Linked DNA regions of Zea mays: region 1 is linked to region 2. Evidence: chromatin contacts called from public Hi-C data. All regions are on one chromosome and are shown on one strand. The core of a region is the stretch at or near the end of the contact, and the rest is flanking DNA. Distances in the headings are between cores, read along the strand shown.

Region 1 (3,920 bases), core at 118-2,617, 250 kb after region 2:
CGTCTCTGTAGCCCATGTTCAACGGAAGCGAAAGGTAAAACAAATCCATTCACATTCCATCTTGGGTTTCCACACATCTGATCTATGTATTCCTAGTTCTAGGTGTCAGTGCTAGAGGATTTGGAAAGGCGCTGTTTGATAAGAAGACAAACCCGTGTCCTGGCAAGTGGATACCTGTAGCCCGTATGGACCAGTTTCTTTTATCATTTTACCTTGTCTCTCCATGTATTACTCAATTTGGATACTGCAGAGAGAACACGAGAGAAACTGTTGTTGAGGAGATCTGCAATTTTGATATATCTTTATATGTTATCTCTAGTCTAGTGATAGTACGAATCTCATCTTAAATGAAGCTTGTTTGACGGTCTGAGTGAAGTCAATGTATATAGCAATATAAAGTTTGCTATATTGAGAAAAATATTTAAAAGCATTATGGGAAACAAGTGAAAGAATGTGGGTATTATTAAGTATGCCGGGGCCGACATACTTATTTTGAATAAGTATGCCAATTTTCAGCCCCTGGCGTACCTCATTTTAAGAACATCTGTTAAGCTTATACCCACATACTTCTCATATTGAGCTGTATGTCAGATTAGTCAAAATTATGGAATTGTAATCCTCTGCTCTTAATCTTCTAGTACTATTTGGGATCAATTTGTTGCAAGCTAGCAAACACTTACTGTCTACTATGATATAGTAATAAAGTATACGCCATTACTGTGTTGCAGTGCTGCTTTTTTGGGACATATTTACTGTACTTGCTATTAAATTTATTGAGAGTGCATGCCCAATAGTAGTTTGTTTTTACACCGTACACAATTTATTCTTGTTTTATACGAACGACAAATTTGGTGCTGTCTTAATCCTGAGTCTTTTGTGTCTTGAAAAACATTAAGTTATACCTATGGAAGCTCTTATTGGCTAATAAATTATGTTAAGTTATCATGCAAGCCTTTTCTTAAGTTTTAGCTTGGACAACATCAAGGATTGAAGGTGGATTCTACGCTTGCTGTGCAGAATCAAAAACTTCATATTGCCATAACAGTTCACTTAACTTCTTTTAATTAAATTTGATCCATGAGCTAGCACTCCATAGGATGTTTTCCTAAGAGTGTGGTACTAATCCTTGCTTAGGTATTATGCTATCAGTTAGCATGTATTTATGAATGGAGAATATGAAATTGTAATTCTCTGCCTAAAACTTCTAGTAGTTCTATCTGGGATCTTTTTGAAATGTATTTGTTGCTATTTTCTTTTCTAAAACTATATTCTAAATTTTATTTTCAGGAAACAGGTCACCCATCACATTCGTCATGTGCAATTCTCTCATGCCGTGCAGCCCATTAATTCCACTGAAGAAAACATAGAATGTGCATCATAATGTCACAGAAGGCCTAAAATGTTATAGTGTGCGGCCATTGCTCACGAGGAGGCAGAGTGCCGTGTTGCCGAGGTTTGCACTACAGCTTGGTTTCTGATGGAGTTGTACCAGATTTTTTTTGTTCAAACTAGCAGTTGACGCATTGTTGGAACTTTAGCAGTCTATAAAGGATTTTTTTTCTTAAAGTAAGTTCACAGTTACCTAGGGTACATTGTGGTGTTGTTGCATGAGTAATCCTACATATCATTTCATATATGGATTAACCGGATGGTCTCACTCTTGAAACTGTGGGAGACACCGCTATATATGGAATATTCTTTTTGTTGAATATCCCCTGAATTCTGCTTTAGTTATATGTGTATATTATTTAATTCACCAGAATTTTTCTTCACGCATTTCTGGTTGTGTTACAAATATTCATGCAGTATGGATTACAATTGTTTACCATGTTAAGTAGTTATGATTGCATCATATATGATCTTCTGAGGATCATAATTAACCCTTCTATTTTTCTTTTATACAGTGCCACTGGACCACATACGATTGTTGATGGTAAAGAAGTTGTGAACTTTGCATCAGCAAAGTACCTCGGTTTAATTGGCAACGAAAAGATTATTGTAAGAGACAATTCTATTGCTTGACAATATTTCAATGTATGTATTTTTTGGAATATCTAAACAAAGCGAATGACTTCCAGGATTCTTGCATCAGTTCATTGGAGAAGTATGGTGTTGGTTCTTGTGGTCCACGTGGCTTTTATGGAACAATTGGTCTGTATTATCATCCTCAGACAATGACTTTGGTTGAAAGTATAGAGGAACTTAACTTTCTATTGTGTTCTTGCAGATGTCCATCTTGACTGTGAGTCAAAGATAGCTAAATTTTTGGGGACTCCAGACTCCATTCTTTATTCATATGGGATTTCTACAATATTCAGTGTGATACCTGCCTTCTGTAAGAAAGAAGATATCATAGTCGCGTAAGTTCACCTAAGTTCACCGTATTAAAAAAATTATGAAATTCACAAGTATTATTGGAACCTTGACTTGTTTGGTGTATCGAGGTCTGCATGCTTGGCCTTTTAGACATAATATGGATTTATCCAGCTCAACTTTAGGCTTTAGCACAACATTGTTATCTCTTTCTTGTGTCTATTGATGAGTTGTTTTTCCTCTGTCAGTTAACTGTACATAGGTAGTTTGATGTGATTGCAGTGACGAGGGTGTTGACTGTTTGGTGAAATGCTTGGGACAAAGTGGCCAGCAAGAATGGAGTCATGGAACATCGATAGGAGGGGTGCGGCAGCGGCAACCGATGTATCCCTTGGACAATCTGGTTTTGACATGATGCAAATCAATCTGATGTACACTGTATTCCGCACTTGCACAGATTGTTTGGTTAATTACAAGATTATCTCAGTGTTTTGGTTTGGATTTAGAGTACACTTATGTATGAAATATTGATTGGTACTCATCTATATTATATTATTATTAAATATATGTGTGTGTATTTCTCTTTCAAATTATTATAATGTGGTATCTCAAATGAATATAAATTGAAGAATATATTGTTATTTAAGTCAATTTGTTTAAATCTTATTAAGACGGTTCTAAAAATATCCAATATCGGTCTTCTAAATAAGACGATTTCTAAAACGTCCAATATCAGTCACCTAAATAAGACGGTTTTTATATTGCAAGCGCTTATTAATATAGAACATTTTAGACAGTTTACTAAATAACTTGTGACTTAAAATGTTCACATACTCGACGGTTGTTTTGAAAAAGTGTATTAAATAAACATAATTTAAGACAGGTTATTGGACAAAATGACTTAAACAAATACCTTTTTTGGACGGTTATAAACTAACAACGCCTTATGTAATACCTTTTTAAGACGGTTTGCAACCATCTTAAATGTGGGACATCTTTTACGACTCCATCAAATTTGGACACTTGAGAAACGTCTTAATAAGTGAAAATTAACCGTCTCATATAATAGGATCTGTAGTAGTGTTGGGCCCACATGTTGGGGCTCAGTACCCTTGTACGTGCCCCCCTTTAGCTATAAAAGGGGAGGCATGCACCGTTACAACACAAGCTCTTTCAGGCCAACTTACACTCAAGCACACTTAGACGCTCACAAGTTCATACAAGCTCTCGAGCTCAATACATCACACAGTGGTGTAGGGTGTTACTGATAGTCGCCTAGAGGGGGGGTGAATAGGGCGAAAACGAAATTTACAAATATAAACACAACTACAAGCCGGGTTAGCGTTAGAAATATAAACGAGTCCGCGAGAGAGGGCGCAAAACAAATCCCAAGCGAATAAACAAGTGAGACACGGAGATTTGTTTTACCGAGGTTCGGTTCTTGCAAACCTACTCCCCGTTGAGGAGGCCACAAAGGCCGGGTCTCTTTCAACCCTTCCCTCTCTCAAACGATCCACAGATCGAGTGAGCTTTCTCTTCTCAATCACTTGGAACACAAAGTTCCCACAAGGACCACCACAAGATTGGTGTCTCTTGCCTCGATTACA
Region 2 (3,686 bases), core at 345-2,844:
CCGTGCTCACGACCATGAGCAGCTCGGACCCTCACATGAGTAATTTATGGAACTAAACTTAATTTGTCATATGCATTGCATTGTGGGTGTTGTTATTAATTTGATATTTTATTTATTTGGGTCGATATCTACTTATACTTAGTAAATGGTAATAAAATTTTGACCAACTTTAAAAGCAATGCTCAGCTTCAACCATCTCATTTGGTAAGCCTTACACTTCACATGAGCTCACACCTTTTGTGAGTTCATGCACATTATTCCCCACAACTTGTCGACTGATGAACGTATGTGAGCTCACTCTTGCTGTACTCACATCCTCTAGGTCAAGAATAGGTACTGCAGGATGATGCACATGAAGGATGTTGTGATGAGTTCGTGAGTGGTCTAGGTCGTCGTCTCCCAGTCAACTTTGGGTTGTTGGATCGTTGTCTTCGTATGATGTAATTATTTAACTATTTTGTACATAACTCCGTTATATAGTAATGATGTGACATTCGTTTCTGTACCATGAGTCATCATATGTGTGAGACTTGATCCCAGCACACTTGGTGATTATTTCGCGCCGAGTTTTGGACCCCTAAAATCCGGGTGTGACAGGACACTATGCCAACTACTGTCCCAATAGGGCAGCATACACTACTCCAGCTCCAATGAAGCAGGGACAGGCCTCTGGAGGCAAGAGTCAACCCTTATCCATCAATCGGGGGCAGGTCAACCATGTGGAAGCAGAAGCTAAACCTGGTGAACCTGAAAATTTGGAAGAGGTCTCGTTTGAAAGTGAAGAATCCAGTGAAGAAGGCAACGAGCAACAAGATTAGAGTATATATATATATAGGAAGTAGATACTATGTTAGGAATAATAATAAGGTCTATTTGAACCTATATTTTAATAACAAGTTATGCACCATGCCGCAATTCTTGATTGTGCATATGTTTTGGAGACGAGATTGGGATACATTCTTTCTCTTACTAATCTCGAGGACGAGATTTCTTTTGAGGGGGGTAGGATTTGTAAAGACAAAATATTTGTATCAAAGAAAAATAATGATATACATAAATAAATATATTTGTGTTAGTGTTTTGAGAATTTTTGAAACCTTGGGAGATTTATTAAATCCCTTCCTGTTTGATAATCAATTAATGGAGTCAAGTTAGTCAAATAACCCATAAATAAATAAAGAATGTGCATCTCAGGCTGGGTTTTTTGAGTAATGCATTTAATCTAAAAGAGACCTTAGTGTGAATTTGAATTCAAAATTTTGAATTTAAGTGGAAAAACAAAATAGAAATGAAAGCAAAAGAGTTAAAAGAACGAAATTATAATAATGATAATAATAATATTATGGCAAACAATAGAAGTATTATTTATATTGGAATTAAGTTTGAAACTTGGAAATTCAAAGCAGGGATTTGAATTTAGTTTGAATATTTGAAATGGAAAATAGAAAAGAAAAAAGAAAATAAGAAAAACCAGAACTGGGCTGTCTCTCCTTGGATTCGGCCCATCCTTTCTTTCTCCTTGTGCGCACGCCGGCCCACTCCGCGCATCCGCTGACCGCGCTAGCACCTGCTAACCGAGCCCATGTGCCTGTGACTATGACTCGCGTCCCACTTCATTCCCTCGCTGCCACCGGGGACCCACTAGTCAGGACTGTCACCTAACTCGTGTAACAACCGGGCGCATACCGGCTTCGCCGCACGCGGGCGGATTCCATCCCCCACCCCAGCTTGTTGGGGATATAAGGCGGCTTACCCTAGGCTCTTATGAACCCTAACTTGGCACGAAGACCACCATTAATCGGGTTAGGGTGAGGGAGAAGCGCTGTCACCAAGAGCAATGAGAGAGGGAGCAAGCCAGCCGCCGCCGCGGATTCTCGTTGCCAACCCGGCTCGAGCTCCCGCGTGGCTGCCTGGGGGTGGCCTGGCCGCATAGAAGCTGTGGGAGGGGTCAATCGAAGAGGAAACTGGCTGAAGCATCACTGATTCATCGCTGGAGTATCCTCACCGCCATGGAGACGCGCACAAGCGTGGGCAGGACCGTCCGCACCGTCAACCGAGGCGAGAACTTCCCCAACATGCCCGTCGTGATCTTCGCTAAGTGTTGCACGCTTTTCCTTAGGAGCTGGGACTCTGGGGGGCTAGTTGGGCAGTCTCCGGCGAAAGCGCTGTCGTCTGCGCGCTGCGCCACCGCGGCTGAGAGGCATGAGGAGGGTGAGTGGTCGGGGTCTGTTGATCTTGTGACTAACTGCCAAGATTAAAACCCTGAATATCGTTTTGGATGGGGGTGTGGATGTCATTGATCTGCCAGTGGGTGAATGCAATCTGATCTCGCGTGAACGGTTTGATCATGGGAATCTGAGCCGTTAGATGTGCATCGTGCGTGTAAGAATCATTCACAATCATTTTAAATCCAACCGTAGATCCTAGATTGTAGGGTTGTGGCTTGAGACCAGGTCTTTAGGGATCTGATCTAATCCTGATCGTAGGCTTGTGATCCAACTGTCATGATCCACTCATACCCCGTCGGCCTGAAAACCTTGCAAAAGAGCTCCTCTGTTTTATCAAAACCAACCTATGGTCCCTATCTATCTAGAATGAACTACAATCGAGTACAGATTAATTGCACCTGAACCCCTGCATTCTCTGGTAATTGTGCCTTCGGTCCAGAGTAATTAGAGATATTCGAAATAGATAAAGAAAATGAATATAGGTATGAAATAAATCTACTAATCTTGTAAAATCCATATCTTCCTTAATTTAGCTCCTTTTTTATCCATTCTAGTTGCATTAGGTTCATATTAATATTGTTTATCATCTAGTAACCTTAGTTTATATCCAACACTTAAATCTTCGGAAAGTCATAACTTTATAACCGTAACTCCGAATTTAGTGGTTCTCGAACCTACGATCTCGTAGCATCGCGTAGAATATTTTACACTGTTTGTTCTCATGTTTGGTGTACTGTTATTTTTATGTGATCCTTGTCTATTTGTATGTGTTGCTATGAATAGTGGTGAGGTCACGAGAACTTGAAGACCAAGTTGGTACCTGGAATCTTGAGTCTAAGGCAAGTTGTGCCCTTGATCACTTTTCTTTACCTAATAATGTTCCTGTTAATCACTTTGACATGCTCAGGTTAATTTGATGGAACCTAGTAGGTTTACCTAGCATTGTTTGTCCCCCACGTTGCAAACAAATGAACTATTGGGTAGATTTGCTATTGTTCTACCTGGTTTTGGGAAACTAATATTTTATTATGATCATGTTCGAATTACGTTGTTGTTTAATTATTGTTCATGATAAGATCATAATGTTAATGGGAACATGGTGAACCACTCAGCAAAACAGTGCGACCACAAGGGTGGAATGGGACGCCCTTGGCCAAGTAATTAGGAAAGCTATGGAGAGATTACCTTACTCGAAAGGGGCAAGCGGGGAGACACCGCTGCTAGAGTATAGGGAGGTCCTCGGGTCGAACTATATGTAAAGCTTTTTGGACGCGGGATTCCTATGCTTCCTTCTTAAATCCGTAGCGGGTTTTCTCGAACTAGTGGAACTTTGGAAAGGCCTCGTAGTGCTACCCTGCCTCACTTCCTTTGTAGAAGTGTATGGGGTCTATACAACCCCGTGGCAAATGGGTAACATGACCTGTGGGTAAAGATGTGTAACCTCTCCAGAGTGAAAAA

What was found. A called contact is a pair of places that touch in the nucleus more often than the background predicts.
Region 1: a Hi-C map of ear shows a contact between it and region 2, with 2.0 times the contacts expected there. The contact joins the promoter of LOC100384177 here to the enhancer-like site in region 2. A contact is called at or near these places in 4 of 25 Hi-C or Micro-C datasets (ear, endosperm, leaf and 1 more).

What each region holds. Positions count from the first base shown.
Region 1 is chr8:61,832,351-61,836,270 of Zm-B73-REFERENCE-NAM-5.0, forward strand. LOC100384177 (long chain base biosynthesis protein 1b) reads left to right here and starts at 1,368. Exons shown (of 4, transcript XM_023300849.1): 1 at 1,368-1,453; 2 at 1,905-1,998; 3 at 2,079-2,151; 4 at 2,228-2,364. The coding sequence starts at 1,368. The coding sequence ends at 2,364.
Region 2 is chr8:61,582,122-61,585,807 of Zm-B73-REFERENCE-NAM-5.0, forward strand. No RefSeq gene overlaps it. Among protein-coding and RNA genes, the nearest start is that of LOC100286287, 83 kb to the right of the region's middle. Within about 2 kb of position 1,595, at least 17 of the 20 cell types and tissues checked have an H3K27ac peak or open chromatin away from gene starts, as enhancers often do. A contact at or near this core is called in ear, endosperm, leaf and 1 more, where this site is marked.